Linked DNA regions of Sus scrofa: regions 1 and 2 are each linked to region 3. A link is a contact called in public HiChIP or PLAC-seq and promoter capture Hi-C data. All regions are on one chromosome and are shown on one strand. Each heading gives the region's core, a stretch centred on a gene start, on an enhancer-like site or on the middle of the called end of the contact. The rest is flanking DNA. Distances are from core to core; before and after follow the strand shown. Region 1 holds the start of CNOT9 (cell differentiation protein RCD1 homolog). Region 2 holds the start of ARPC2 (actin related protein 2/3 complex subunit 2). Region 3 holds the start of ABCB6 (ATP-binding cassette sub-family B member 6, mitochondrial).

Region 1 (2,700 bases), core at 98-2,597, 660 kb after region 3:
GGTCAGGCAAGGAGACTGAGATAGAGACCTGAGGAAGAGAAGCCGACATCTATAGCAAAGGAAGGAGGTGGGGGAGTGTCTGTGTGTGAGTATGTGTGTGTGTGAGAGAGAGAGCATTCTAGGAATAGAGATCAGAAGGTGCAAGCTGGAGTGTAAAAGCATAGGGAGAAAAGATGGAACTGAGGCCAGTGTAGCTGGAGCCTGCGGAGCAGTGACAAGAGACTGAAAACGAGGGTCAGGAACATAACGTTCAGGGAGGACCTTGTAGGCCGAGGCAAGGAGTCTGGATATTATCTCAATGCAATGGGAAGCCATAGGATTACTTCAGGCAGGTTGATTTACACTGTTTTTCTTGGTGAAAGATCACGCTGGTAAAACGAGATGTGAAAAAAGGTTGTAATCTCAGAGAATCGAAAGTCAAACGTAGTAACTGTTCACTTCTCCGGGTCTCGGATTTTGCATCTGTAAAGCAAGTGGCATGAGCTAAAAGCCATTTCCTCCCCGCCGCGATGTGCCTAGGCTGGGAGTTTCGACAGCATGGGTCATGTCAGACAAACTGCGGAACTCCCCTCGCTCCGCCGACGCCAAGCACGCAACTGACGCCCTGAAACTGTTGGTCAAGCAAATGAATCAATGAATGGCGGGTCGGGGCTGCGAAGGAGGCGCTCTGGCCGCGGGACCAGGCCCCGGGGCCTGAAAAGAACGCACTACGCGGCACGCCAGAGGCCGCGAGAGCCGGCCGGCGAGGAAAGCGGGGGCCTGCTCCGCCACAGCCAAGCGCGGCGAGGAGGGAGGCCCGGGCCTCGCGGGTTGAGGGCAGGAGGAGCAGGACTCCCGGACCGAGACAGGGAGCTGGAAAAGAAGGCCGAAACGCGGGGTTAAGGAAGGCTTCTGGGCCCCAGGCCTGGCGGCCCGGGCACTTACCGCAGCCGTCGCCAGACTGTGCATGTTGGGAGCGGCCGCCGCTCTCCTCCAACTGCCGGACGCGCCGGACTCGCGTCCCAGCTTCAGCGCCTCTGCCGCCAAAGATGATGAGCCGCCGCAGCCGCCATCCGCCTCCGGCTCGCTCCGCCCCCTTCGCAGCCCTCTGACCTTTCACCTCTGACCCCTCCCACACTACCTCTTCCCGCCTCTCAGCTCTCCAAAGAGTTAACAGTCCTAGAGTTTATCCTTTGTCCCTTAAGATTCAGGACCAGAAGGACGTCTGCCACCTACTAGTCCTCGCATTCCCCGGCTCGGAGCAGGTATCCCCATAGAGGGGCGTGAACTCTGAGCCTCCTCCAGAGGCCAGTAAAGGGCGGGAAAAACCCGGCAGTCTGGAGGGGACAAGTAGTGCGCATGCCCAACAGGGCTGACGCGGAGGGAAATGGTGGGCGGTGCAAAGTGCGTGAGATGGATAGTGCGCGTGCGTACTACGATCAGTACAGGGGCGGGGCTACCTCTGCGAGATTTCCCTCGGTGCTGGGGCGGGGCGAGGGCGTAGGAGGGGCGGAGTTTCCAGGCTTTCGCGCACGCACCTCGTCTGGTCGCGTCGAGTGTGCGTGCGTGCGTGCGTGTTTGCGTGTGGTCACAGTTCCCGCCATCAGCCGCTCTCCCTGACTGGGGGAGTGAGCGGCCCCTCTCTTTCGTGTTTGGTGTCCCTTCCTTCCTTACCCCCAGCTCCTCCCCCTCCGCTTGGACTCCGTGCTTCCGGCAGGCCTGTCCGGCGCTCCGGACTCGCGGGCACAGGTAAGGCGGGCCCGGCGAGCGTCTCCACAGAGCCGTTTTACCCTGGCCCCCCCACCCCCCGCCCCTTGCGGTCCGCCCACTCGGCGTTCACTCCTCTGGAGTTCGTCCGGCTGCTGCTCAGCCCGCCCCCATCCCCGCGACGCCCCCTCTGGCCTCACAGGTACTCTACTTGGGTCTTCCCCCAGGCTTTCCCCCTCCTTTGACCTGGTCTTTTACTGTCACTCGCTCCCCCCCGCAACTCAAACCTGGCTCCTTTTTGCTGGGGGCTGTCCTCCGCTGCGCCCCCCTTAGCGAGGCCTGCTATCACTTAAGGTGACTTCCGTTGCCGCACGTCCATCAGGCCTTGGGACATGATACTGTTTCATTCTATTGACCATTCTTCATCTTCTCTCCCTTAACCATCTCTTAACTAAAAAGCATGAATTGTATTTTTGTCGTGGTTTTGGTTGGTTGTTCCCCATCTTTAGCCATCGGATCAGATTGTCAGGTTTACCCGTTGTAGGTCATGACACGAAAAGATAATTGATGACAAAATCCTCTTTCTGGAGAGTTGGCCTGGAGTAATTTTATAATCCTTTCAAAATGTAGTTTCTGTGTAAATGCCTATTTTGTGGAGGCACTATCCGACATGTCTAACTGGAAAAGCTATCAGAGGATGTCAAGTAGGCAGTTGATTATACTGGGTTTGCGCTCAGAATAGAGTTCTGAGTGGATATATAGGCAGATGTGTGTGTATATAACTATATACAGGTCTGTGCGTGCATGTATATATATCTATATCTATATGTATATATCTGTTATGTTGAAAGTAATTGAAGCTCTGGTTGTGGATGAAATTGCCTAAAAAGAGTACAGTGCTAGAAAGGAAGGGGACCTCGGATGGGGCACTGAGGAATTCTTGGCATTTCGTAGCTGGATAGAGGAGTACAAGTTTTGTAGAAAAGGTGAAAGAAGTTATCAGTAGTGTTGAAT
Region 2 (2,700 bases), core at 46-2,545, 960 kb after region 3:
TATCAGACAAGCGAACAACTTGGGGGGAGGTCGTCTTTCTACTGGTTCTGCGTTTGACAGAGACGGCTGCCTTAGAAACATCTCCTAAAGCCCATTTTTAAAAGGGCCAATGGTTAAAAACAGGTTTATCTAAGAACGTTACAGGCTCTGAAGGCATTTCAGTGTGTTATCTGGGCCAGAATTACTACAGAAGAAATCACAGGCCAGGGGTATGATACAAGAACTTAAAAAGATAAACAACCAGATAGAGGATACTGGGTGGAGAAAGGAGAATAGAACCTCAGAGGAGTGATAAGGAAGGGGTGTGGATGGGGGGGGTATTAACTTTGCTTGCGAAATGTGACAAAATAGGCAGTGTCTGTTACAGAAGGGTTCGGTGAAGGAAAACTAGAGAGATCGGGTTTTCCGGCTGCAAGACTGGGCCTGCCTTCAGCTTTCCCTCTGGCTCCTTTAGACGAGGAGGTGGGGGTGGGGAGCGAGAAGGCTGGTGGTGATCTGCGCCTCTTCTGGGTACATCTTCTTCACTCTTCCAGTCCTGGGAATCCCTGAAAACTCCTTCCAACCCAATCCCCAATGGGCTCTCTCCGGGTTCTGAACAATGACGGGAGAATACGGTGGGAAGCGGTCCCCTGCTCGCTCCAGAGGGCAATGGGATCCTCCAGCGAGAGTTCCGGTCCAAGCTACCCTCACGTCCCACAGGTCTCTTTGGCACGCGCACTCCTGTCCACTCACTGCTTCCGCATCCTTCCTCTGAGCCTCTCCCCACGCATCTCTGCCCCTCACCCCGCCGCGCCCAACCACCTCCCATGTCTACCCCGCCGGGGCAGTCCCTGCACCCGGCCAGGTCTCCCACCTCCCTACTCCACGTATGACGGTCTGAACGATTGGCAGGGGTCAACTTTGCCTCCCCCGCCACCCACCGGCCCTAGGCGCGCGCTCACCCGGCGGCCGCGTTCTCGAACTTGAGCGCGAGCGTCTCCTCGATGATGCGGTTGTTCACCTCCAGCAGGATCATGGCGGCGGCTGCCCCGGACAGGGGAAGGAGAAACAAGGGCGGGTGAGGGTGGGTAAGGGAGGAAAGGACGGAGGGAGCGGCCCTGCTGCCCCCTGAGGAGGGGGGCTGGGTGGGGAAGGTTAGGGGAGAAGGGGAAAGGGACCAGGGTGGGGGAAAGGGGAAGACGCGCGTGCTAGCCCGCGCACGCACTGACTGTGGAGACACCCACCCACCCGACCGACCTGGCCCCCGAAGCCTGAACCCGCCTGCCGAGCCGCCGCCGCCGCCGCCGCCGCCGCCGCTGCCGCCTCACCGACAAGCTCGGTCCCCGCCCAGCCCCCGGCTCCAGCCGGCCACTTCCGCTCTCACACCCACTTCCGCTCGCCGCCCGGACGCGCGGCCCCGAGGCCCCGCGGCGCCATTTCCGCTCCGACCCCTCGTGCGCGCGCACGCAGGCGCACCAGGTGAAGGGGCGGAGGCCGCGCGTGCGCACGCGCGATGCCGCGACTCTCCACTTTCCCACAGCCCCGCCCTCGGCCCGCTGTTGAAAGTGTGTCTCCCGGCTAGCTGTCATTCCTCGAGGCCTGCCTCGCGGTCCAGCGCTTGCATCCTGCACTCCCGAAGAGTTTACTTCTACGCACGAGGTCCTGTTATTTCTGACAAGAAGCTCACTGTTTTCATTTCCTAGTCGGCGTCTTTACTCTCACTTTGTGGTCGGTGTGATCCTTCCTCATGCCACACTAATGGCTGTCCAGTGGCACCATCGTGCCTTAATTTGCTCAGCAAATGTTAAGTGGGCTCCTGTTCTGTGCTGGGGATACAGTGACGCCTGAAACAGATGAGGTTCCGCCCTCGTGGAGCTTATAGTCTGGCAAAGGAAACAGACAACAAACTTTCAGATATGTAACTACAAATCGGTTAAAAGAGCAAAGAAGGAAAGGAATGAGACGTCACCAAAGTGAATAAGCCTCCCTGGGTTCCTCTCTTGTCTCCCTTTCTGTGCCTGGAGATGCCTCTAGGTGCCCCAAACGTGATTTTTTTCTGCCTTACCTCCCAGCACCTCTGCCAGAGACATAATTTTTTACTCATCTGTGTGAGGAAAATGAACTCATTTTTGTGTTGCGTCTGCCTGTGTGCCTGGTTTTGTACTTTTCCTTCTCCAGGGAGAATCTAACAAATTTAGCTGAGCTCTTTTTAGGAGTATTGATTTATTTTCTGCTAAGTGTTCTTAAGAAAGTATCAGGGAGGCAAAAATTGACAAAAACTAGCTCTTGTCATCAGGCCCAGACAGCTCTTCAAAATGAATTTATTTACTGGACATGGATAAACTTCAAGACATTGCAAATACCCCCAAATTATTTGCTAACTCTCTTTTTTTCTGTTTAGGGGTGCTCCTGCTTTCTTTTCCAATTCAGAAGACTCAAGTCATATTTTCCATCCACTTAGTAGAGACCTTCTATAGAGCTTCCTTTCTGCTTTCCTTCATTCCTCTTTTTCTTCTTCTTTTTTCTTTCTTTCTTTCTTTTTTTTCTTGATTTTTAGGGCCACACCTGCTGCTTATGGAGGTTCCCAGGCTAGGGGTCCAATCGGAGCTACAGCCGCCCTCCTACGCCATGGGCATAGCAACTCAGGATTCAAGAGCAGTGTCTGTGACCTAGACCACAGCTCATGGCAACATCAGATCTTAACCCACTGAGTGGGGCCAG
Region 3 (2,700 bases), core at 39-2,538:
CTGGCCAAGGGAGGTGCCAACACTGGGCTCGCCGAGAGATTGGGGGCCTAGGAATCAGGGCGCACAGGACTCTAGCCTCATCCCCAGGACCCCCCTTGGCTCAGAGTGTGGTGCTAGAAACTGGTCCCCAGCCCAGCCCCAGTACTGCCACCTTTGCACCCACCCTTGCAGATCTCCAGAGGACTGCCCACCACAGAAGCTGCCAAGCAGGGAGAACACGTGCCAACTGTGGAGTGGGGAGGAGGTTGGGCCTGGACCCTCGACCTCTATAGCCTCTCTTCCCCTACCCTGAACAGACGAGCAGCTCAGGCTGTGGCCCTTACCTCACCCCCAGTTCTCTCCCAGTGCTGCAGCCTGCTCACCTCTCCCCTGCTTCCCGCACATCACTGGCATGTGTGCCGCTTGTTCCTGCTTGTTCTCGTTCTGTTGGCTCGCTCCCCTTCTGTTAAGCTTTTGCTTTGCGTTGGTGTGGAGGCTCTCACTCCCAGCTCCCGTCACGCTATCTTTTGACACTAAGAAGGAAGGTTTACGAAATTGCAGGAGCGGGATGGAAATTCTTTGCTGCCCTCTCCAATGTTAGGATGGACCCCTGGGGGGGGGGGGACAGAGGCCTTCCTGGCCCCCCTGCTGCTTATGGTACCTCCCCACCACCTGCACATGGGACGGACAGGGCTGGAGTATGCCCTTGGTTATCTCCCAGGACGAGAGCTGTGGCCTGCATCCCGCTGTCCCCTAGAGGGGGATGGAGGGCGACAGGACTGCTTCGCCCAGGGCTTTGGGCTGCCGCATTGCATGCTGGGACCCAGCTCCTTGTGAAGTCCGCCTCACCCTTCACCCAGCTCCGTCCACTGCGAGTGAGCGGTGAACTACGCTGTCTAAATTCACGGTGGAACGGGGTGGGGACCGTGTATAGCTTGACAACCCTTAATAAAGAAGGGACTTTGACCTGGTCGCGTATTGTTGTCTCGTCCGCCCGGCTAGGGTTCTGGGGACAATGGGCATAGGGTGTGTGTGGCTCACCCAGGTGGCGGGGGGGCCAGGTCGGCCCTGCAGGAAAGCGGGCCTATGCGGTCGCTTGGATATACCGACCTAGTCGGAGAGCAGGAGAGCAGCTTCTAATCCACGGTTCGGTGGAGGTCAAGGACTCCGGCAGGACGTGCGGTCAGATTTCCCGCCCTGAGCACGTGACCATGCCGACTCCGCCCGTCTATTTTGCCTTCCCTGGCATGCACCATTTTCCCCCGCCCCTTCGGGGACACTCGGCCAATGGGGACCCTGAGTAGGGGCTGGGAGGGCGGGGCTGCCGCTGAAGAGAGCGGCTGGAGTGGAGCGCCGAACGTTCCTGCAGGCCGGCACTTGACCCGAGGGTCCCTGCCGCGAGCGAGGGGCAGACGGCTGCGACGGCGTACGTGCCCGGCGTGAGTGCGTGGCGGCGGCGCGTGCGCGACCTGAGTGGGTGGTGTGGCCGGGTCCACGTGCGTCCCTACCCTGCGACCCCAGCAGCTTAGCGCCGGGAGGCTCTATGACCCGAGATACCCGGGATTCCGCTCCCAGCCCCCAGCGGCCGATCCGGTTCTCCTGTCCCTTAGTCCCCGCAGCCCCTGCCGGAGGCCACGCATTACCATGGTGACTGTGGGTAACTACTGCGAGGCCGAAGGACCCGCGGGTCCGGTCTGGGTGAAAGGCCTCAGCCCCTGCTTCTTCTTCACGCTTGTGCCCTCAATGCTGATGGGCCTGGGGGCTCTGGCCTTGGTGCCGGTTCTTCCCTGCAAGCGTCCGGAGAGGCCTGATGGCGCCGATGCGGTGTCCTGGGCGGCCGGTCCTCGTGTCGCTCCCTACGTGCTGCAGCTGCTTCTGGCCACACTTCAGGTGGCGCTGCCCCTAGCCGGCCTCATTGGCCGGGTGGGCACTGCCCAGGATGCCCCACTGCCCGGCTACCTGTTGCTGGCTACTGTATTGGGAACTGTGGCCAGCGCCTGTGGCCTGGGGCTGCTTGTGACTGAGCGGAACCAGGCACGGCAGAAGCTGGCGATGGGCGTCTGGATCAAGTTCACGCACAGCCCGGGTCTCCTGCTCCTCTGGACAGTGGCTTTTGCAGCTGAAAACTTGGCCCTGGTGTCTTGGAACAGCCCACAGTGGTGGTGGGCAAGGGAGAACTTGAGCCAGCAGGTGAGGGACCTTGTGGTGGTAGGGGAGGCATGGCTAGCAGGGGCGGGGAAGAAGGACCACAATTCTGGTCACACTGGCTCCAGGCTTCCAATGCCTCTAAGGGAAGAAAGGAGGGGCCCGCCCTCCCTGCTGGGTGCTGGGAGCTGATAGCCAGCTGGTGGGGAGTGGCTGTGCTGAGTCACTGTGGATTTTTTTTAAAGCCTACTAGATGCTGGGGCCCTGAGGAGGACCTGGGTGTGTGCCCTACACCAGTCCCCAGCCCTGGTATAAGTAGTAACAATAGGATTTTGGCCTTACTTGATATTCTCCCCATGCGTTTAATTGTAGGTTCAGTTTAGCCTGTGGGTGCTGCGGTATGTGGTGTCTGGAGGGCTTTTTGTCCTGGGACTCTGGGCCCCTGGGCTTCGTCCCCACTCTTACGCCTTGCGGGTCAATGAAGAGGATCAAGACATAGAGAGGAGCCAGGTACACAGCAATTTCTGAACCTTAGGGTCCCTCTTAATTCCATTCCCTGTCATTTCTTCCCACCGT

The links. Promoter capture Hi-C pulls out the DNA fragments that hold promoters and counts their contacts. HiChIP or PLAC-seq counts read pairs in DNA pulled down with a chosen protein or histone mark.
Region 1: a contact with region 3 is called in a promoter capture Hi-C map of liver, with 5 times the contacts expected there. The contact joins the promoter of CNOT9 here to the promoter of ABCB6 in region 3. A contact is called at or near these places in 1 of 5 promoter capture datasets (liver) and 1 of 2 datasets of contacts at active chromatin or transcription factors (alveolar macrophages).
Region 2: an H3K27ac HiChIP or PLAC-seq map of alveolar macrophages shows a contact between it and region 3. The contact joins the promoter of ARPC2 here to the promoter of ABCB6 in region 3. A contact is called at or near these places in 1 of 5 promoter capture datasets (liver) and 1 of 2 datasets of contacts at active chromatin or transcription factors (alveolar macrophages).

What each region holds. Positions count from the first base shown.
Region 1 is chr15:120,589,001-120,591,700 of Sscrofa11.1, reverse strand. It overlaps CNOT9 (cell differentiation protein RCD1 homolog), which reads right to left and starts at 1,347. Exons shown (of 9, transcript XM_001925220.5): 1 at 925-1,347. The coding sequence starts at 948. USP37 (ubiquitin carboxyl-terminal hydrolase 37) reads left to right here and starts at 1,471. Exons shown (of 24, transcript XM_003133658.6): 1 at 1,471-1,728.
Region 2 is chr15:120,295,717-120,298,416 of Sscrofa11.1, reverse strand. It overlaps ARPC2 (actin related protein 2/3 complex subunit 2), which reads right to left and starts at 1,295. Exons shown (of 11, transcript NM_001190239.1): 1 at 1,237-1,295; 2 at 942-1,023. The coding sequence starts at 1,015.
Region 3 is chr15:121,252,938-121,255,637 of Sscrofa11.1, reverse strand. It overlaps ABCB6 (ATP-binding cassette sub-family B member 6, mitochondrial), which reads left to right and starts at 1,288. Exons shown (of 20, transcript XM_005672225.3): 1 at 1,288-1,418; 2 at 1,590-2,169; 3 at 2,497-2,634. The coding sequence starts at 1,624. It overlaps ATG9A (autophagy related 9A), which reads left to right. Exons shown (of 14, transcript NM_001190275.1): 14 at 1,182-1,283. The coding sequence ends at 1,283.